2 separate regions of the Mus musculus genome follow, and region 2 is linked to region 1. A link is a contact called in public Hi-C data. All regions are on one chromosome and are shown on one strand. Each heading gives the region's core, a stretch centred on a gene start, on an enhancer-like site or on the middle of the called end of the contact. The rest is flanking DNA. Distances are from core to core; before and after follow the strand shown.

Region 1 (3,753 bases), core at 635-3,134:
GGACAGTCCTAGGTGACTTGAAAATGACAAAACATTTTTCACTCTCAAAACTTACACTGACTCCAAAGAGAACGCCAACTGTTGTTGCTGCTGCTGCTGGTGGTGGTGGTGGTGGTGGTGGTGGTGTGCAGGTACCCACAGAGACAGGTCCTACCTGTCTCTGCTGCTCACTGCCTGATCAATCTTCTCCAGAAAACTAAACTTTTCCCAGTCTTCCTGTCTTCCCCCTTCAATCATCCCTTGGAGATTGCAAAGCCCTCTCTATTCATATAAGAGCTTCCATTCAATGCCCTGTAATTAAGAGGAAGTGAAGATCTGTGTGCATCCTCCAACGTTCAGGAGTATAGTCTGCTCCATCGCTTACATTTTGAATAATTTGGGGGAAATTATCTACATATTTAAGTTTCTTATCTCCACAGGGAATAGCCACAAGAGCTAGATCACAAGTTAACTTTCAAAATGAAATCAGCTACTTCACTTGAAGGCCTCTGAACACATCCTAACACAGTGATGAGTCAATTAAATACCATTGCTGTGAAACAGTGGGCAGGCAAACGGCACAGTCACGCAACACCGAGATGCGGGGAGGCCATGCTGCCCTAAAAAGCAAGCCAGTGTCACACGAAAACAGCAGGGACAGGTTTCACAAATATTATTTTACTTTGAGTGAAAGGTCACAAGGCAGTGATAACAAAATGAGTCTGTTGACACAGAGTGGCCCCATTTATATGAAATTCCTGACAATATCAAAACAGTGGTCACCTCTGTTGGGGAGTGGGATGCTGGTGCTTGGAGAGATCAGATGCGTTTTAGGGAAAGAGTAATTTTCGGTATATTCAAGCATGGGAATGAAATGAGTAGGTAAAATTTAATCAGTGATACATTTAACGTCTGTACATATATATGTGTACATAGATGGACGTATATATACATACATGTATTTAAAAAGACCTCAAACAATGAATTTCTTTTTATGGTTCCATGAAAAGGAAGATCTTGCTGATAAGGAAAAGGAAGAAGAAAAACAAAATTTCCCTTCAAGAAAAAGGTCAAAAGTGTCTGATTTCTATCACTAGAAAAATATGCTTTGTTTGGTCAGGGTTCAGGGTTGGGAGTGGGAAGGGGAGGGGAAAGCGAGAGAGATGACATCACCAACTTCCCCTATGGCTTCAGTCTTCTGTGTCACCAACACAGACTCACTCAGGCAATGCAGTTTTTCAGGCCTGATCCCTTTTGGCCCAGGGGGCCTGCAACAGAGCACAGGACGGCTTTCCTGGGTTGCCGATTCTACCCCAACAGCTGGAATTGGAAGCAACTTGAAAATGTCCTCTCAAACCAAATAACACAATGTCTGGAAATGACATCACGTTAATCAAGTCCATGAAGCAAGGTGCTGGCTCGTCACTGCTGAAGGTCGGCGCTGCACGTCCGACCGTTCTCCAGTCTCCAGGTTTTACTCTTTGTTCAATAGAAAGTCTTAAAAACCACCTTTGAAATTTATTTTCAAGCTTACACTTTTTAACCAAACCCAAAGAATTCACTTGGTTCAAGGAGGTTTTGGCTTGTTTGTTTGTTTTGTTTTGAAGCTGTAATTCAACATAAAGGGAATGAGAGAAGGTTGTGGGGGGAAAAAAAGGAATGCTGGATGGATCTATCCAATAAAAAGAATCTAACACATGGACACATGGAGAGTCGGGGGTAGAGCGAGAAAAGTCACATTTGTGACACAAACAACACTGTAGGCTTTGGGGTGAAAACTCTTGCTATATTGAACTCATTTCACCTCTCAGAGTCAAAAGCAAAGAGATCTCACTGCACCAGGCCTGGTGTTTCAAAACCTGCAGCCTTAGCCACGCCAGCTTATAGCCACCAAAGGGCTTTGGAAGGCTTAAGGCAGCCTGGCATGAAAGGAGTTACATAAGTTACCAGGCTGGTCCTTCCCAGAGTCTCCTGGAAAAGTACACTTTTTTTTCACTACACAAAAGGAAAGTAGGCTGTTTCTGCCCCACGATGTGATGTGCCTTTCACTTAAAGTCAGTAAAACCTGGTTGCAGGCACCATGGGAAGCCTGAAGAGTGTCTGCATCACGGGGACACGGGGACACAAAAGCAAGCCGAGATGCGAAAGCCATCTAGCGAAGCCCTCGGCGGAGCTTGGCAGGTACAGGCCGCTGGCAGGGAAGGAAGATCACTGTGTACACAAAGAAAGAAGCCAGAGGAGTCAGTTGCTCGGGAGCCAGGCCCGTAGCCCCACAGATGATTTCCTCATCTGTGCAGTGGGTACGGACTGGAAATAGAAAAGGAACCAACAGCCGAGCAGAGCTGCCGCAGACGGCTTTGCCTCAGTTCTCCACAGGAAGAGAACAAGGATGCCTGCCCATGTATACTTTGCTATCCCTTTCTTTCCTGCTTGCTACTTAGAGAGACGATGAGAACCTAACCTGGACCACCCCAGGACTGTGCTCCACCCAGCACTCCGAGACAGCTCCTGTCAGGTGGGTGTGGGGCCATGCCCTCACCATTCAGAAAAGATCATTTTTAATCAGCACTCAAACTCATCAGCCTCACTGAGATATTTAAAGACAAACAGATCACTGGACTTTGTTCATTATCTATTTCGTCATTCTTTCTTCCCATCTCACTGTTTTCTTCTCCCAAGCAACCCCTTCCTAATTTCGTGTCACGTGGACAGATAGATTGAAATACGGATCCTACACATAAAGAAAACATGATTTTGCTTATCGCACCAACCTGCAGATAGACCCACCCCTTTTCCTGCGACGTACTGCACTCTCACTAGTATGTGCACCGCTCTTTCTCTATCTGTTCATCTAGGGTTGAGCCTCTATGCTGGTTCCGTATCTGATCCACTGTAACCAGCACATCACAATCCATGTCCCCAAGCATCTTGGTGGCGTGCTGGCTTAGATCCCTTTAGGTATGCACCCAGGAGTGGAAGAGCTGAATCACCGGGTAGTCCTATTTTTAGCTCTTGAAGGAACCTCTAGACTGATTTCCATAGCGATTGCTGCAGAAGTTACATTCCCACCAGTTGTAAATAAGGGCTCCTTTCCCCCACATCCTCACCAACATTTGTCATTTGCTTTCTTGATCGACATTCTGACCAGGGTGAGGTGGAATCCAAATCTAGTTTAAATGTAGTTTTCCCTTCTGGCTATGAAGGTTGAACTTTTTGATGTACAGCTGTTAACTCTTCATGTCTTCCTTCGATGCCTGTTCAATTCATTTGCCCATTTATTGACTGAATGATGATTTTTCAAGGACTTAAACTTTTTACTTTGTTATATATTCTAGGTATTGATCTCCAACTGTACGTGTCACGTGCATAGCTCGCAAAGATTTTCTCGCAGCCTGTACGCTCGTCTCTTGACTCTATCACTTCTTCTACTGTGCCAAAGCTGTCTAATTCCATGCAATCCCATTTGTCAATACTTGGGATAATCTCCCGAACTACTGGAGTCACTTCGAGAAATGTCTTGCCTCTACTTATAACTTCAAGTGTTCCCCTCTGACGGTTTTAGAGTTTCTGATGTTATATTAAGGTTGTTGGTTCATTTTGAACTGAAGGGTGAGAGACAGGGACCTAGTTTCATTTTCCTACATGTAGATATGCAGTTTGCACAGTACCACATTTGATATTTGCACGTATTTATACCTACCCTCAGTGAACCTAACCCTAACTCTATGCCTAGCTAAACAGAAACTATTACATTGGGGCTCACTTTACAGACAT
Region 2 (3,753 bases), core at 443-2,942, 390 kb before region 1:
CCATTCTCTACATTACAATGATAATGGACTGAATCTCTGAGACCTTAAGCAAACCCCAATTAAATACTTTCTTTTCTAAGAGTTGCCTCGGTCATGGTGTCTCTTCACAGCAATGGAGCACAGACTAAGACAGCACCATCCATCATTTTCATGAGGAGACATTCTTTGGAGGAGTTAGTGAATGGATGGTAGTTGTTAAATAAATCAGGGAAGGCTTCCTAGAAGTAGAGTTGGAACTGGCAAGAGAAAGCATGAGCTCCACACCACCGGAGAAGGGGATGAGCCTGCCCAAGAGGATCACAAAAATAAGGAGCCCAAGCCCTGCACAAGGCTGGCAGGATCGTGAGGAGAACAGATGTGTTAGCCTCTCATGACCGGGACCAAATACCCAAGAAAACAGTTTTGGGAGAGAAGGACAATGTTGGGCTCAGGGTTCCAGAGTGTTCACTTCATGATTGGTAGATGGATTACTTTGGGCCTGAGGTAAAGATGAACAACATGGTGGACAGAGTGTAATGGAACAGAGGTTCTCACCTCACTGCAGCCTGGGAGTGGAGAGACAGGAAGAGGTCAGGGACAAATAATCCCATTTAAGAGTGTGCACAGACGCCGGGCGATGGTGGTGCATGCCTTTAATCCTAGCACTTGGGAGGCAGAGGCAGGCGGATTTCTGAGTTCGAGGCCAGCCTGGTCTACAAAGTGAGTTCCAGGGCAGCAAGGGCTATACAGAGAAACTCTGTCTCAAAAAAAAAAAAAAAAAAAAAAAAACAAAAACAAAAAGAAAAACAAAAAAAGTAGCTCAAAGAGTGTGCCCAGACACCCATTTCTAACTCTACACCTTATGTTCACTGCTTCAGTTAGTGCTTTTGTGGTTTTTAACTTCCCTCAATCGTGACCCCTTCTGAGGTCTGACAAGGCCTTCGACACATGAGCCTCTGAAGCCTTGTCTTTTGGGTTGTTTCTCTTTAAGAGGAAGGGGATTTATTTCGCTCATTATTCCAGGTTGTACCCATCACTGCAGGAAAGTCCAGGCCCCAGGAATTTGAAGCAGTTAGTCATAGCACGTCCATAGTGAAGAGCAGAGCACAAGAGCTGACACATGCACTGCCTACTGGGGTTTAAAGCTCTCTCAATTTGATCAGATGAGTTTCTTGTCTCTTTCTTTTTTTTTTTCTTTCTGCTTTTGGTTGCTGTTTTGATTTTTCAAGACAAGGTTTCTCTGTATAGCCCTAGCTGTCCTGGAACTCACTCTGCAGACTAGATTGGCGTGAAATTCACAGAGTTCCATTTCCCTCTGCCTCCTGAGTGCTGGAATTAAAGGCATGGGCTACCAATGCCAGACTGCTTTTTCTTTTTATTAGGATATCTTTTATGTTTTCTTTGACAATGTCATACATATAAGTAATGTATATTGACCTTATCAACTCCCAGCTCCCCACCGCCCCACTACTCTCCCAACATCCCCCCTTCCCACCTTCATGTTCTTTCTGTGTTTTCCTTTGTTTGTTTAGCCAAATGAGTGCTGCCTGCGGGGGTTTTGAGTGAGTTATTGGTCTGCCTTTGTACAGGTCTTGTGTACAGCTGCAGAGTTTATAAGTGCAACAGCCTTGTCTGGTTGCCGGAAGATAGCCTTTCACAGAACTCCCCCCTTGCTCCAGATCTTACATTGTTTCTGTTCCCTCTTCTGGAATGTTCCCTGCGCCTTCAGAAGGAGGAGGTTGTCAGGGCTTGGAGTCTAGTTCATATCCAAAGGGGAGGGATTTGTAGCCAGAGAGCCTGTTGGGATTGCCACAGTTGGTTGGATGTATCTTCTGAGAATTCAGAACATCCCCAAGTTGTATCGATATCTTTGGGAGCCTCCTGGTGGGAGGCTGGCAGGTGGCAAAGGTAAGGTGAGGCTCAGCTTCAGGCTCCTTATCTTCCTAACCAGCATGCTTTGTCACCAGCCTCAGAACTTGTGCCTTGGTCTCACCCTTGGTGTGTAAAGAGCCTAGTTTCATTCTGTCTAAACCCTACACCAACTTCTCCATTTTTAGGTTAATTGTCAGAGATGGGAAGGAACTCAAAGGGTATGTCCAGATAGACAGCCTGCCCCAGATTTTATGTCTGACTGTACCGCTGTGGGAAAGTGAATTAGCATCTCTGGGCTTCCATTGCTCATTTGTCCAGCGGTAATACAAACCTTCTTCTCATCATTCTTGCCACAGTTTGCAAAGATAATACATGCAGTATGTTTGAACTAAAACCAACATTCAGAAACAGGGATTCTTCATTGGGACCCCTTCTTCTGAGCCAATCACTGAATTCTAGCCCCCATCCAGCATAAGTGGCCAGCCAGCCAGCTGGGCTGCATCCTCACCTGGGATGGATAGACAGATGCTGAGAGCCATACACTCTCTTTCCAGTGGCTGGGGATGCTGGTTGCCAAGTTCCAGAAGGCAACGTACAGAAACTCATGGCAAAGCCAAAGCTGAGAGTCAGAAGTCCAGAGAGGCTGGACTGCAGAGGAACTGAGTCCTGGCTTGCTTAGAGGTAGGTTGACACTTCTAACCAAACGAAGAGTTCTGAGAACTGAGCAAGGTCTCAGAGATAATTCTGAGTCACCTGCTTAGAGGCCAGACGTCCAAAAAGATCTCCAAAGATGATCTAGAATCTAGGAGTGTCACTCAAAGATAGAGCTCTACTCAGGGTGCACAGAAGCTAGGTTGGCTTCCATCTCCAGTAGTGCAGAAGAGGTCATGTAATCCCGGAGCCTAATAAACCTCCCCCAACACACACACTTAAAAAGTAGACTATGGATCTCCAGGAACCCAGGAAGGAAGGAGGGAGGGGGCAGGGAGGGAGGGAGGGAGGGGGCAGGGAGGGAGGGGGCAGGGAGGGAGGGAGGGAAGGAGGGAGGGGGGGCAGGGAGGGAGGGAGGGTGCAGGGAGGGAGGGAGGGAGGGAAGGAGGGAAGAGGAGGGGAGGGGGAGGGAAGGGAAGAGAAGAAAAGGTCTTTGAATCTGTAGGGTCACTGCACAGACCCTGAGCCCCGCCTCCCCCCCCAGCCTCCATCTGAAACCCTGAAGTTTACTTTCTACATCAGAAGTCACCTTAACCACACCTTTGACACCTGATCTTCTCTCCTTAGCTTGAACCACAGCCACCTGACAGAGCCCAGAGGCCAGTTCACTTCCCCTTGCTCTGAAGACACTTCCTTAGGTGCTCTGGTGACGCTCCCCCGGGAGGCCCTGACCCCTGGGGGCTCTTTCCTCTGTCGGGCCTGCATACTGAAAATGGTTTTCAAGTGCTGCTCAGCTATCAAGTAAACCTCCTCAATCCCTTCTGACTGTTTCTCATGGGACCTCATGTCCAGCTGGTGGTATGCCTAGAATAGTTAGCCTGCTGGTGCAATTTCAGGAGAGACAGGAAGTCTCAAGTTAAAGAGCGTTTCTTAAAACACACAGCAGGGGCTCATGACAACCTCTTTCCCTCCAAGGTAGCATTTCCTCTGCCAAAGGCACTGTTCTTACGTTTTCCCCTGTAGACTCCTACACAGCGTTGGAGTCTGAGAAGGTGTTGATTGTCAGCTGAAGGGTAACAAGGAGCAAGACGGGTGCCTTGCACTTCAAATCGTTGTACCTGAGAGAATGAACCTGGGGATTGCCAAGAGTTCAAAGCAAGCCTGGGCTACAGAGTGAAAACCAATCACAAAAGCCAAAAGGACGAACCCATTCTTGAGGATAACCTTAAACTATTGATCCTCCTCACTTCC

What was found. A called contact is a pair of places that touch in the nucleus more often than the background predicts.
Region 2: a contact with region 1 is called in a Hi-C map of B cells, with 2.0 times the contacts expected there. The contact joins two enhancer-like sites. A contact is called at or near these places in 2 of 484 Hi-C or Micro-C datasets (B cells and Th1 cells).

What each region holds. Positions count from the first base shown.
Region 1 is chr6:108,325,227-108,328,979 of GRCm38.p6, reverse strand. The region is part of intron 4 of Itpr1 (inositol 1,4,5-trisphosphate receptor 1); the gene reads right to left. Among named protein-coding and RNA genes, the nearest start is that of Itpr1, 110 kb to the right of the region's middle. Within about 2 kb of position 1,884, at least 83 of the 459 cell types and tissues checked have an H3K27ac peak or open chromatin away from gene starts, as enhancers often do. A contact at or near this core is called in B cells, where this site is marked.
Region 2 is chr6:108,717,305-108,721,057 of GRCm38.p6, reverse strand. It overlaps Gm35359 (a long non-coding RNA gene), which reads left to right. Exons shown (of 3, transcript XR_377955.2): 2 at 2,406-2,532; 3 at 3,130-3,527. Among named protein-coding and RNA genes, the nearest start is that of Gm35359, 12 kb to the left of the region's middle. Within about 2 kb of position 1,692, at least 51 of the 459 cell types and tissues checked have an H3K27ac peak or open chromatin away from gene starts, as enhancers often do. A contact at or near this core is called in B cells, where this site is marked.